Regions from separate parts of the Canis lupus genome. Here region 2 is linked to region 1. Evidence: chromatin contacts called from public Hi-C data. All regions are on one chromosome and are shown on one strand. The core of a region is the stretch at or near the end of the contact, and the rest is flanking DNA. Distances in the headings are between cores, read along the strand shown.

Region 1 (7,100 bases), core at 3,276-5,775:
TCAAAGGGCAGTAGCAAAGGAGGCAGACTCTGGGAGTAGCTCTCTAAGGGCCAAAGGCTCCTAATTGAATCCCTCCTATTCACTCCAGGCTGTGCATAATGAAAAGTCCCCATCACTAGTTCCTAGGCATCCATGCATGCTCACCAACCCTCCCTTTCCTCCAACATATACACACACACCATACCCCGAGGACACAGCCCCTCAACCTTCTCCAAAGGGTAGTGTCATATCTGCTTTTTATTATTTATTTATTTATTTTATTTATTTATTTATTTATTTATTTATTATTTTTAAAATTTGAGGGCAGCCCCCGTGGCGCAGCGGTTTAGCACCGCCTGCAGCCTGGGGTGTGATCCTGGAGACCCAGGATCGAGTCCCACGTCAGGCTCCCTGCATGGAGCCTGCTTCTCCCTCTGCCTGTGTCTCTGCCTCTCTCTCTCTCTCTCTCTCTCTCTCTCTGCCTCTATGAGTAAATAAATAAAAAATCTTATAAAAAAAAGATTTTTAAAATTTGAGACAGAGACAGAGATAGCAAGAAAGAACATGAGCAAGGAGGAGAGGGAGAAACAGGCTCTCCGTGAACAGGGAGCCCAATGCGGGGCTTGATCCCAGGACTGTGGGATCATGACCTGAAGGCAGATGCTTAATGGACCGAGCCACCCAGGTGCCCCTGTGCCTGTTATTTAAATCAAGTAACATTTGGGGGGCACCTGGGTTGTTCATCCGGTTGAGTATCTGACTCTTGGTTTCTGCTCAGGTCATGATGCTGGGGTCCTGGGATGGAGCCCTCCTTCAGGCTCTGTGCTCAGTGCCGAGCCTGCTTGTCTCTCTCCCTCTCCTGCCCTCCCTTGTGTGCAAATGCTCTCTCTCTCAAATAAATAAAATCTTTAAACTAAAATCATGTAACATTGTAACAGTTTTGCAGTTTACAGTTTACAAGATAGCACCACAGAACATCCACATAGAAAGATATCCAAGATCTCTCATTAAATGAAAAAAAAAAAAGTAAATTTCAGAACAGGATGCATGTTCTGCACTTATTCCCACACACACGTGCACATACCTGTGAAGACACAGGCTCCTCTCTGGATGTAGTGGCTATTCAGGACTGCTCTGGAGCAAAGCAGTTCTCAGTGTCACCCTATTTTACAGATGAAGAAACTGGGACTTCAAAAGTCCAGGATGGGGATGCCTGGATGCTCAGCAGTTGAGCATCTGCCTTCGGCCCGGGGCGTAATCCTGGAGTCCCGGGATCGAGTCCTATGTCGGGTTCCTTGCGTGGAGCCTGCTTCTCCCTCTGCCTGTGTCTCTGCCTGCCTCTCTCTGTGTCTCTGCCTCTCTCTGTGTCTCTCATGAATAAATAAATAAAATCTTAAAAAAAAAAGTCCAGGATGTTGGCCCAGACTATGAGGCTAACATGAGTGAGACCCCTGCAATGCTCTTCAGCCTCAGACCTCAAAGCCCTGCTCTTCCCATTCGACCTGCCTCCTGTCATACTAAGTCAATGACATTCTAGGTTACTGTCACTCACCCTAGTCTGCCTAGCTCACTACTCCCTACCCCAACCTCAACCCTGGCCTTAGGAGACACCAGAGACAGGAAGTCTCTGGAGGAGCTTTTCTGGTATGGCCTCACTGCCTGCTTATCATTAATAACACTGGATATTCTAGGGCAGTCGGTCTCAGCGATAAAGGAATCCTCATTACCTGGAGACTATGATGGAAATGTGCCAGTCAGGGCTTTTCCTTTTAAAACTCCTGAATCTGGGCTCAGTCTGTGTTTTCTTTAAATAAGAATCCCCCAGGGGGAGTGAATTTGATAGCCACTTTGTGTTAATATTGAAACCAGTAGATAAACCCAATCCTTTATGGGAAGGGTAAGGGAGTGGCGGCCCAGAGAGATCAGTTCTATTTCTTTGGTGGGAGAGGTGGGCTGGGGAGAAACAGTGGGAGCAGTTTCAGAGAAATCCCAAAGGAGGGGCTTGTCTCCCCTGGCCTGGGAGACTTTTCCTGGATTAACACCTTACACCTGGCACTGAAGTTCTTGAATAATAACCAGCATTTGTGCTGAAATGTGCCTTTTACAAAGCTCCTTAGGGGACATTAGGCTCATATGGTCCTCAGTGCAAACCCTGAAGCAGAGATTACTGTTCCCAACTCACAGATGAGGAAACTCAGTGGAATGAAGTGACTTGCCCAAGTCCCACAGTTAGGGAGCTACAGGCTTGAACCTGGGGTGGCTGCTTCCTACTGACATGCTTGATTTCTCACCTGGCAGCCCTTCTAGGGTGAGTGAATGGATAGGAAGGGAAGAGGTTTTGCACTGCTCACAGATTAGTGCCCTTAAGAATCTGGGAAAGAGGGGCAACTGGGTTGCTTATGTGGTTAAGCATCCCAGTCTTGATTTCAGCTCAGGTCATGATCTCAGGGTTGCTCAGCAGAGAGTTGGCTTGAGACTCTCCCTCTCCACCCAGCTTGTGCATATGCTTGCTCTCTCTCTCTCTCTCTCAAATAAATAAATCTTAAAACAGCAGCAACAACAAAAAAACTCCACCAAGAATCTGGAAAAGAGGTAAAGAGGGAGCATGCTCCTACATCAAAGAGAAGATTTGCAGGCCCTACTTCCAGGGATTCCAGTGGCTCTGGAGTGGGGTCCTGAAATACATTTTCTCAAGCTTGGATTAGTGTAGAGCCAGGCATATCGGCCTCTCCTCCCCTGCTACCTCCTCTTCCTAGACCTGTGTGGAGGAGAAGGGGACACGGAGTACCATGGCTGTGAGTGCAGTGACTCCAAAGATGTCCACACTTGAAAGAGGTGGAAGCACTACCCCCTCATGGGAAACTACTGAAGGCCTCAAGAGAGAGAGAAAAAGGAAAAGAATGGAAAAGATCAGAATCCCTTTCACATCTTTCCCCATCTAAGGCTTGGATTTAAGGATTCTCGTTTTCTTGGGCTAGAGTAAGTGGAAATTCCCAGTACTGTAGCTTCCTTTGATCAGAGTCTAGATGGGAGTCGTGCTTTTTAGACAATTTTTGGACATGGCTGGTGGACAGGAGGGAGCCTGGATTAGAACTCTGGGAGGCCTAGACACATTTCAGAGCATCACCTCAAAGGAAAGTTTGTCACCAGGGCAGCCTGGGTGGCTCAGAGGTTTAGCGCCACCTTTGGCCCAGGGTGTGATCCTGGGGACCAGGGATCAAGTCCCGTGTTGGGCTCCCTGCATGGAGCCTGCTTCTCCCTCTGTCTGTGTCTCTGCCTCTGCGTGTGTGTGTGTGTGTGTGTGTGTGTGTCATGAATAAATACATAAAATCTTAAAAAAAAAAAGGTTGTCACCAGATCTCAGGGGAACCTTCAAAGCCCTGTATCTATCCTGTCACATACGCAGGCACACATCGCCCTCCCTTTCTCTTCTCTATGGACAATCACAAAAATCAAGGTTAAAGACTCAGAGTGACCTTCAGAGACCACCTGGTCCCACACCTGCCTGGGTTCCTGCCCACTCTGATCCTTGCTTCTCCTTGTTGTCTAGGGCTGGAAAATGCTCTGCATGGGAGATCTCAGGAGAGGGTCTCTGTGCCATAGTGTGGCTGTGGTCAGGAGGCTCAGTGTCAACAGCCTGGGTCAGTGTGAGGGAATATTTGGTGTGTGGGGGAATCAGGCTGTGGCAGGCATTGTGAGTGCCCTTATGGGGGTTCTGTGCCAGGGAGTAGCTGGCTATCACCCAGACACGGTTGGCATTCTCCTCACCTGACCTTTCCATCTGTAGAGTGCTAACAAGGTAATACAGGTCCTCCTGTCAAGCTTAAAAATCATAACGTAGAGGAAGAAACTTCTAACTTTCCAGCACCGTATCAGCTGAGGGACAGCTGACCCAGCAGAAGAATGGGAAGAGGTCAGATAAGCATAGAACGGTAGGGGTGAAACTCAGCAGGACTGAGTCCTTTCTTCCTTGTGTAGACCCATGAGGACCAGAGAAACCTCTTCTGCCCATCTTGGAAAGGGATATCCTTCCTGAAGGTAGAGGGATGGCTAAGATGACCGCCAGCAGATCAGACTGGGATCAGAGAAGCAGACCCTGCTTCTGGTCTGACTTCTGCAGCCTCTGGCACGGCAGCCTGCAGCAGTACCCAACTATGGACACCAGAGGGAGCTCTTGTCTAACCTTTCCCGCGCAGAGGCGCTTGCAAGAACGTCAACTTGTGCGACCCGGGAGCGTTCTGATCATTTGTTTCTAATGTGCAGGTGCCTGCAGAGAGGAGGGCCGGGCTTGGGTAGGAATAGGAATGACTAAGGGCTCATAATTTTCCCTTTAGGCGCTCACCCAAAAGAGGGAGTGTCCTCTTGCAGTGCCCCAAGGAGGACCCTTTCTCCCCACCCCCAGCAGAGACATGAGGCGGCCCCTTTCTCAGCCCTACCGCATACCCAATTCCTTGAAAGAGCGTGGTCCCGAGCATCTGCGGGTTTCCAGGGAAGACACCCAGCCATCGTGGTGTCTGTCGCCTGCTCTTCCTTGCCGTGGCCTTCTCCTAATGGCTAAGTACCAGGAAGTGGAAGTGAAAGCGTGCTCACGGAAGGGCTTGTGGTGTGAGAGTGGGACTGCGTCGGTATAGGCGTTGGGGTTCCAGGATGGGTAGGAGGGGACGGGGGGCAAGGAGGGCGCACGCTGCTGTTGCGCATCTCCATAAATGCCGCTAGGTGGCGCTCGAAGCCTGCATCAGAGAAACGCAGGCTTTTGGAAAAGTGGCTCAGGTGGAGGGGGCTGGCTTGGAGACCCCTTGAGGGCTGCAGGAAGGAGCCAGCTGCCGTCCAAGGACCCTCCTCACTGGAACTGAGGGACAGCTCGGGTACTTGGAGGCCTACGGAGCAGTCACGGTTCCCAGGAGTCCTGGAAGGGGTGAGGAGAAGATGGGGCATAAGGCATTGCTCGGGTTGGCTGAGACAGAGGAAGGATCCCCTAGACCTGCCCCAGGACCTGGAAAAGGGTGGAGGATACTGGATCTTTTCGTCTATTGTAGGTCCACCTGCCCCTCTGGGTTCTGTTTTGAGGTCACTGGGAGAAGAACCTCAATTTGACCCAGGAATAAAAAATCCAAGAGCATGCTCATGACTGTCCATCTGTTTGTGTTTTCCACCAGGATCTGTGGATCTGTGTATTACCTCCTGCTCTGGGCTTTCCAGACTCCACCCTGGGAAGCAGGTGGAGTGGGCTGTAATCTCTGAACCTTTGCTCTTTCTTCCATACCCTCTGCTGACAGTGGGGAGTTGGCCCAAAGCTTTGAGAAATGGCCCCCAGAGCCCAGAAGGGAAGGGTGCTCTAAAGGCATCTGTCTGACCCAGATCCATTCCCCAGTCAGAATTTGCCTCTCAGGGACACCCCCGGGGCCATGGGGTCATTCATCCTTCTCTGCGTGATGCCTTCTCTGAACTGATCCATTGTGTCCCGGTTTGGCTTCTTCCCACCAGCTGCAAGTTATTGAGACTCTGATGCTGGGATCTTGGGGTCCTCCCTCCAGACCATCCCGGTCTCCCGAGGCTTGGCCCAGAGATCCCATTCTCTCCCCAAATCCTCACTTTCCGAGTTCAGATGGGAGCCAGTGTGGAAGGAAGGGAAGCCTTGGAGAGCCCCCAAGGCCCGTGCTGCTGGCAGCGCTGGCAAGCGTTAATCCCACCCGGCTAGTCTAGGAAATCTAGGTCCTATGAGGGGTGCTAGAATCTGCTGGCGGTGGGAAGCACCAAGCAGGGCCTGGGTGGCGGACTGGAGCTCTTCAGTGAGACCCAGACCGCCGGCTTCCCCCTTCTAAAGTAGAGGGTGGTGGGGAGAGGTTTCGTTCTTGTTGAAAGGGAGATAGAAATCCGGAATCAGACTAAAAGGGGAGAGGACTGGGATCGAGAGGTGTTGCTTTTCCCTCCCTGTCCAGGCCTCCCTGCCCAGCACTATAGGCCTTAGCAGCATCCTCGGAGGTGGCCAAGCTCCTGGGAGGGGGGTAGGTGGTCTTGAAAGGACCCTAGTTCTCCCTTTGGAGGCTGAAATGCCCCTCAACTCCCAGGTCCTCGCCATCCTGCCCCTAATAGGGCCAGCGTGGCAGGAGCTCCAGGCTCTGCTGGCTGGGATGCTGGAGAGCCTGGGCCTACAGAGTGGGTACCCTGGGACAGAATAAATTCAGGAAAATTTGGAAAAATCCGGGAGAACTGGAAGAAATTGGGAGAAGTGGGGGACTGGATGTCTGCCGCCCCGAAGTGCCCCACCCTTTTCTAATTTAGGCGCCAGCGGCAGCCGGGCCTCTGGGGGATCGGAGCCCGCCTCTGAGAGTCCCCGCCCCCTCCCCGAGGCCCGAGATATTAGTGCTGCTTGATCAGACCTCATTTCCTGCGAAAATGGAAACATATCCAGGGTCCTTAATAAAGTGAATGACGAGGCATCGGGTGTAATTGGGCTTCCGGTTGGTGGCTATTTTCTTAAACTGACAGTGGTAAAAATATAAGTCCACAGCGCCCAGATGTAATTATATGATTATCAGAAAGAGGTGCAGGAAGGATTCGCTGAGACCCAGAGGCAACCTGAGAAATGGGCACAAATGCTTACCCAGACCAAGAGACCCAGGAACCCCGGACCTCCACACCGACCCTGTATCCAAGCGCGTGCATCCGCAAGCTTCGGCCTCTCCTCCCATCCTGAGACCCGCCCCGCCAGTGCCATCCGAAAACGGGGGATCTTTATTTATACGTTGGGGCGCAGGGGTGGGTCTTTTTCTTCCTTTGAGAAGAGGAGTGTCCTCCAGGGCAGGGGGCTGGCCTGGCTGAGAGTCCCCCAGACCCATCCTCCGGACCACTCGCGCTGGCTGCATATTTCTATGCATAATCCAATTTTCTCCATGACTATCTAGTTAAACTCTTTAACAACAGCTACATAATTAGAATTTGGATTCCCATTAATTTTCCCTGGGCCTCGAACCATTTGCAGCTCACACTGGTAATTAATGCGATACATCACTAACTTTACCCAGCGTCGGCCAGCCCAGCTCAGGTCGCTCGGCCCGCGCGCCCCGCGCCTTGCGCCGGGCCCGGACTCTGGACCCCGCTTCCGGAGTGGGGGCCGTTTC
Region 2 (7,100 bases), core at 2,331-4,830, 320 kb after region 1:
ATATATGGGTGGGCAGTCTTATCTCCATGCTCTCCTGTACATTAACCAGGATCTCCAACCAAGGCCTCCACTGCCATAAGCTTACACTAGTCCAGGCGATAGATCCAGGCCCAAGTCTGCATGTGGTGGTGGATGCTCAATGACTCCATGAATGACCCATCAGTCAGTGAGGGGAGATGTGTTCTGGGAAGGCAGGGCTTAGATGCACTGGGCTGGTTGGAAACCCAGCTTCGCAGAGGGGCCAGGATGGGCAGTTAAGGCCCAGGCCTCTTGAGCTCCTGAGGCCTCGGGAGATTAAAAACCCTAATCTGAGTTATAATTCCAGCGTGGTACCTACTGGCTATATGACATTGGGTGAGTTCCCTAACCTATGTCTCAGTTTACTCATAAAATGGAGATGAAAGCAGTGCCCTATTGCACAAGATGACTGCAGATTCACGAAGCTACTGCACATCAAGTCTAGGCTAAGGTGGTAGCAGCTGCAAGGAAGGGTGGCAACTGAGCAGCTGCAGAGAACCCACCTCTACTGTGGCAAGCTAATGGCACCAGGAGCTAGGAGGTAGCTTCCATCTTGGTTTGAGGAAGGCCTTGCCCACTATAGGCACTGTTGGGCACGGTGGGAGGAGCGGGAGGGCTGTGATAAGGGTGGTGTTAAGGTGCACAGCAGTTGCCCAGGACATGCTTGCTGATAGGAATTGGCTGACTGCCTTTCACAACTTCAGGGGCTCTTCCCCAGTGTGGTCAGAATCTGGTCAGAGTAGGGGCCCTAATGAGGGAGGCCAGCATGCCCTGGCCTCACATAGGAGGGGCTGGGAGGGAGGGAGAGCCTGGGGGCCCAGCAGGGGAGCCTGGCCTATACCTTATCATTAAGGGTACTAAGCTTCGGGGTGGAGGAAGGGAAGGGGAAACAGATGAAGTCCACCCTCTGCCCCTTCTACCTCCCAGCTCTAAAATTCTATGACTTCCCTCCCTCAATGGGGCCCTGTCATCTTTCACAGAGCCTCCCTACAGCCAGGGGTGGCTCCCTATGGAGTCCCTCGTCCCCAGTGATCCTCTCCACCTTGCAGGGACCCTTTCTCCCCAGGGTAACTCCAAGGCCCAGGCTGGAAAGATGAGCCATACCTAGCGGTAAGTATGCGCAACATTACATATGTATATTGGAGAGTAAATAACCCCAAAAAGCGCCTTGTAAATAGACTCCGAGTTTATCCTTTATTAATGAGGCACCGAGTGCCCTGCTGTTTTAGAGCAGCGAGACTTTCATAATATCAAAACCTAAATTACACTTGCGTCTCTCATCCCAGGGATGAGCATCTTTAGGCTCTGTTTGCAGAGTGAGTAAGCAGGGATCCCTCCTTGCCTGCCTGGGACTTGTTGGCACCTTTCTACTCCTGGAGGGAGGGTGGCGGATGGGCACCCACACCCAAGTCCCCAGAGAACTCCGTGTTGAAGGCTCCAGGGTCCGGTGGGTGAGGGCTGCCTGGGATGCAGCCTTCATTCTGTATACAGAGTTTACAAGATCAAGGGGGGTAGACCCGGGCTCTGAGGTTTGGAGGGATGGGATGGGGCAGTAGCCACTTGCTTGCTCTGGAACCAAGTTACTCCCTGTCTTTCAGCTTCAGTTAACCCATGTGTAAAATGGGGATAATTCTTCCTCATAGGATGGTTGTGAGGCGTCAGTTAATGAGTCAGAAGTGGGGGGCCAGTGCAGAGTAGGTGCTTGGTAAATGTGCTATGATGGTGATAATGCAAACAATTAGCTCCCCTCTTTGAAAGAGGACACCAGTGTCTTCATTTCCTGGATCAGACCACATGTGGGACCACAGAGCTCCGGCCCCATCCCGGCACCAAGGTCCTGAGCTGAGAGGGCATTACCAGCACCCACCTCAACGCCAGCATGATTAAGACATGACCTGCCAGTGACACCTTGCCCCAACCCTGAGCTCAGTCAGGGCCAAGGGCCAGCACCCTCTTGGCCCCTGTGACTGCCTAGGTCAAACACCCCTCTCAGGCCCTTTCGGAATTGTGCCCACCAGACCACAGGCCTGGGCCAAGCCGGGCTAGGTCAGCAAGTGGACAGCCAGGCGCTGTGTGGGCAGGATTTACAGCCTGGCCGGCCAGGCTCCTGGTGCTCCAGTGGGCGTCATGTCGAATCTGTCCCATTATATGGACAGTTGAGTTTAATAGTCATTGTGTGCTTGCTCAGAGCCCAGCAAACATTGCGGGGCGACACCCCCTCCACGCGAGCCGCCCGCTCCCCAGCCACACGGCCCATCCGTACAGTAAATTAAAAATATGAATCACTTCTCCCCACTGCCTCCCCAAACGCTCATCTTGTCAGCCTCTATGTTGCCTTCATTTGTATTACCTTAATTTAATGTTAATTATGGTCTTCATTTACAAGGAACAAGCGAGCCCTGCTCTGCCAGGGGACCTTGCCCCCACCCCCTCCCCCTCAGCCCAGGAGGGAGAAGCTGGGGGAGAAGGGGAATTGGGGGGACTACAAAGGAATGAGGAAAGGAGTTAGGGGGGTAGGCAAGAGATGAGATCTGGCCCATCAGTGGCAGGTGGAAGGGACTAGGAAGACTCCCTACCTCCACATACCCTATCTTCAATCATTTAGTCATTCAACAGTTATTTATTGAGCACCTAATATGTGCCAGACAACTAGGAACCAGAGAGATTGGGGAGAGAGACTGATATGGGCTAATGGAGTCCCCTATGCCATCCTGAAGTGACTATGCCAGAAGGCAGCACCAGGAAACACATCATCGATGCCCCAGCTGGGCTGGTACCTGAGCCAGTCCAGAGGGCATAGGATATGGGCAAGAGGTCTCTCCCTTCCAAGCTCCCTTCTTGGCTACCAGTGTCATGCCTACTCCAAACTGCTTCACACCCGGTCCAGAGAGGAAGTTCTTTCTGGAGTCTTTCCTGAGTCCCTCTTGCTGCAAATCAGCCTAGGCTCAGAGTCTGGTCAAAGAAGATGACTCCCAAGCTACACTGTCTCTGGAGGGTCAGGAAGAAGGCATCATGGGGACCACCACCTATATTCCCACCACCCACCATCCCACCACCCAGCCCTGCAGACTTCCCCAAAGTCCTTGTGTCTGAGAGTCTATGTGGCGGTACCTGCGCTGTCACACTTTGCCAATAGAACACACAGTCCCACACAAGCCTGTAGAGACTGTAAGGGGCTTAGTAAATGTTGGTGGCTGATGTCACACGTGTGCACACAGGGAGCTGGCAGAGGGCCACCTGCACTCAAGCTGCCATTAACCACGAACCAGCACCTCCCCCAGCCCGGGTCTCCTCGACTGGGGAAGAGATCTCCAGCTGGGAATAGCTGCTTGACAGATGAGGCTGTTCTGAGTGTGTGTGTGCATGTGTGTATCCGTCTCTGGGGAGCTTTGATCCACACACAGGGGCATGTGTCCCCACAGGTTTGGTGTGCCCTCTTGGGGGTGTGCCTGTTTGTGTGTGCAGGACTGTGTGTCCAGCAGGCCCATGCGCATGTGTACGCGCCTGTGCTCATACACACGACACTCCCCCCTCCACCCCCGCCCTGCCTGTCAGCGGCGCTGATGACATTGGCGCAGAGGAAAGTGATGACAAATGCCCGTTATCAGCGAACGAGGCCGATGACAAATGGGCGGGCGCCCGAGCAGCCCCATTACGCTGTAATAACAGAAGATGGATGGCTTGGCGCACCCCCACCCCCACCCCTACCCCCTGCGCGGTAACGGGAGCCGATCCGGCTCCGCCCGCCCTGGAGGGAGCCGAGCTGCCCACCCGGCCGCCAATCACGGCGGGGCCGAGACGCCGGGGCCCAGGAGCCAGGAGCCCACGCAGCCGCCCGCGGCGGAGGAACAAAGCGGCGAGCTCAGCGGGAGCGCTGGGCCCACTGGGCGGCAGGCCTGCCCGCGGCCAGGACACGCAGCTGTGCACACACATGGCCCGCACACGCGCCAGCCGCCTGTGTCCTTGCACGGTGCACCTGCAGCTCCTGTCCAGGCATAACCCCCACCTCACAGGACCACAGACACATGTTTTTCTGCATCTGCCACCCAGATCTAGGTACACATCCACTAACATAAACGCATGCAACACGGAGCATGCATAGCCATGCATCTGTGATCAGTACACATGCCTACAGAAACAACCCTTATGTCTGTGCACACATACGATCCCAATACCCCTGTGCATGCATGGATATGGAAGTATATACACACATAAGCAGAAATGCTTATTTGTGGACACAGCCCTGCACACACAATTCAGGGCTTACAAACACATACAAACTGTATCAACAAATATTAACTGAGCCCCTCAGTTATGTGTCAGCTAGGTGCTGTGGAGTTACAATGATGAATATGACACCATCCCTGTCTTCCGGAATTTTAAGTCTACTCGAAGGAGCAGACAAATGGCTCTGAGTGAAGGCGAAAGATGATTTGTGCTTTGATCCGAGTACCTAGTTGTGATGTGAGATTTCCAACACAAAAATCAGAAAGATTTTTGGAGCCAACCTGGAGGAGGTGGCTAAAGGAAGAATAAATTCTTAAAAGGAATTGAATTCTGTTTAAAAAAAAAAAAAAAAAAGTATGGAAATAGGAACCTGTAGGGAGTGGTGTTTAGGGCCATGGAGTCTAAGGGGTCAAGAGTCCAAGAGAATGGCACTGAGTATGGTGGGAATGAGACTCATTACATAAATGAGGATCAGGATGCTGGAGCTGGGAAGAGGCTTTAGGCTAGAAGGCCCCCAAGGAGGCTGGGGCAGGTCCACAGGAATGTGACCTGTGAGGCCTGAGCCAGCACAGACATAGAAAAGGAGAAGACCAGAGCACCTGGTTGGCTTAGACCAAAGAAGATGTGACTCTTGATCTCTGGGATCATGAGTTCAAGCCCACGTTGGATGTAGAAACTACTAAAAAATAATAATAATAAACTTAAAAAAATAAGGAAGGGTGCCTGGGTGGCTTAGTTAAGTGCCTGCCTTTGGCTCAGGTCATGATCTCGGGGTCCTGGGATCAAGCCCCATGTTAGGACTCCCTGCTCAGTGGGGAATCTGCTTCTTCCTCTCCCTCCCCCCTCTGCATGTGCTCTCTCTCTCTCAAATAAGATCTTAAAAAAAAAAAAAAAATGGAGAGGACCAGGAGGTCAATGAATGGGAAAGTGCCAGACTAGGCCAACTTCATAGGCATATGAACTGCACAGTCCCAGGGGGGCCCCCTGCATTTAGAAGGACCCCATACTTGGTTTAATGCTCTCTTGAAATTCTTTATAATTTTATAATAAGGAGTCTGAATTTTTCATTTGGCCACGGGCCCTGGAAATTATGTAGCCACTCCTGGAGTCAAGGATCTCTCAGGTTTCCAAGTTGATCGAGTAAAACAGTATAAGGAGCAGGTTTTGGTTATGTGAGGGTCTGGATGTGGACTAAGGGGCTGAGGTGATGGGTGAAGATTTAGTCTCTATCCCAGAAGGAGAGTTGGTGCCTTGCATATGTCTCTGCTCATGCTTGCTTCTACTCTGCAGGGAATCCACTCATTACCACACACCATAAACATACCTATTCTATGTACTCCCTGTGCTAGAATATAAGCTCCCCAGTGCCGCCCCTATATCCCCAGGGCATGGCACATGGTTTCCACTCAATACCTGTTTGTTGAAGGAATAAGTAATAGTGTGAATGAGCACACAGGACTCCACATGTACAAACACTGGGCATCAAGTCCCCCAAGATGAAGGGTATATGCAGCCCAGATATGTTCCCCTATCCCACTGCGACTGCCCTATACTTTGTCCAGGGTTGTTATGTTACCCTGTATCTACTTTGGCAAAAGAACACCCTTTCCACAGTGGTCCCTTTATTAGGTGTCTCCTTTGACGACAAAGTGGGGCAGGAGTTCTGGACGAGCTGACTGGGGAGGAGCCCAGGACCTGAGGGTAACAGGGTAGGGAGAGGCTATGATTTGGAGCCAGAGGACCTGAATTCAAGTCTCAGCTCCTACCTCTGGTGACTGCTTCTGAGCTTCAACTTCTCCACCCATAAAATGGGACTATAAAGTGGAAAAGCATTTGTACAAGCACCTTGATGCCCACAGAGATTATTAGGGGAGATCTATGAGGCCAGGTATTGAGAGAGTTGCTTCCTTCCTCTCAACTCTGGAGTTCCTGGGGTGTCAGAAATAGACTGGGAACCTGGAGGATGACCCAGGTGACCTCAAAGAGGGGGAGGGGAGTTGCCAGGCTGGAGGAAAAGGCTTTGGTCCACTATCACTAGGGACCAGATGACCTAGCTGTTGAGACCCAGGCCCCTCCCTGCCTCCCCAACCCACCTACAAGCAGGAACACAGGCCAAATATTAGGTACCCCCCCACCATGTCTCTCCCAGGGCGCTCTGCCTTCCGCCTGACAGGAACTGACCTGCTAACCTGGGCTCCCCAAGCATATGTGACTTTCTCTCTCTGGAATGCGGGGAGTGAAAGTATTCCAGGACAGGACACTTGGCTCCCTCACTGTCACGTGACCCACATTGGTTCCTCCTCCCTGTTCTCTCCTATTTTAGCCGTTAACCATCACCCTTCAGGGAGGCCCACAGAGAAACCCCCAGCAAGGAGACTGCAGTGAGAGGCAGCAGCACTAGTAAGAAATGTGGGCTGATAGGCCTTGTCCCTCCTCCCCTACCAGTTCACTTTTTCTGTAGCGTTACTGACCTGTCATTAGTTATCCGTCCAAGGTCGCTGGGCCTGGCCTAGCTATAAATCTTGGTGGCTGGAGCCGAGCTTCCGGCGGGCGGAGCAATGGTTCCCGGGATGCAGTGGGGAGCTCAGCCCCCAGGACAGCCAGGAGAGTCACAGATTGCCCAAGCCCTGGGAGGGCTTCTGCCCAGAGACTAGACCCCTCTTCATACCTGCTCTTACCACCACCGCCCTCCCACTCCATTTGCTTCCCTTCCATTTGCTTCTCCAGCACCACCTCTCCCTCCATCACTCACTCTTCTCTCTCCATCGTTTTCTATTTTCCCCCAAGCTCAGAGTACAAGGTTCAGGAAGGAAGTGGGGGGGGAGTGGGGAGGTAGTGGTCTTCCTGGGACCCTC

What was found. Hi-C and Micro-C count contacts between places; a contact is called where the count stands out from the background.
Region 2: a contact with region 1 is called in a Hi-C map of blood, with 7 times the contacts expected there. The contact joins two enhancer-like sites. A contact is called at or near these places in 4 of 9 Hi-C or Micro-C datasets (amygdala, blood and skin fibroblasts).

Annotation. Positions count from the first base shown.
Region 1 is chr28:14,043,471-14,050,570 of UU_Cfam_GSD_1.0, forward strand. No RefSeq gene overlaps it. Among named protein-coding and RNA genes, the nearest start is that of LBX1, 15 kb to the right of the region's middle. Within about 2 kb of position 4,526, at least 4 of the 20 cell types and tissues checked have an H3K27ac peak or open chromatin away from gene starts, as enhancers often do.
Region 2 is chr28:14,364,226-14,371,325 of UU_Cfam_GSD_1.0, forward strand. No RefSeq gene overlaps it. Among named protein-coding and RNA genes, the nearest start is that of DPCD, 20 kb to the right of the region's middle. Within about 2 kb of position 3,581, at least 3 of the 20 cell types and tissues checked have an H3K27ac peak or open chromatin away from gene starts, as enhancers often do.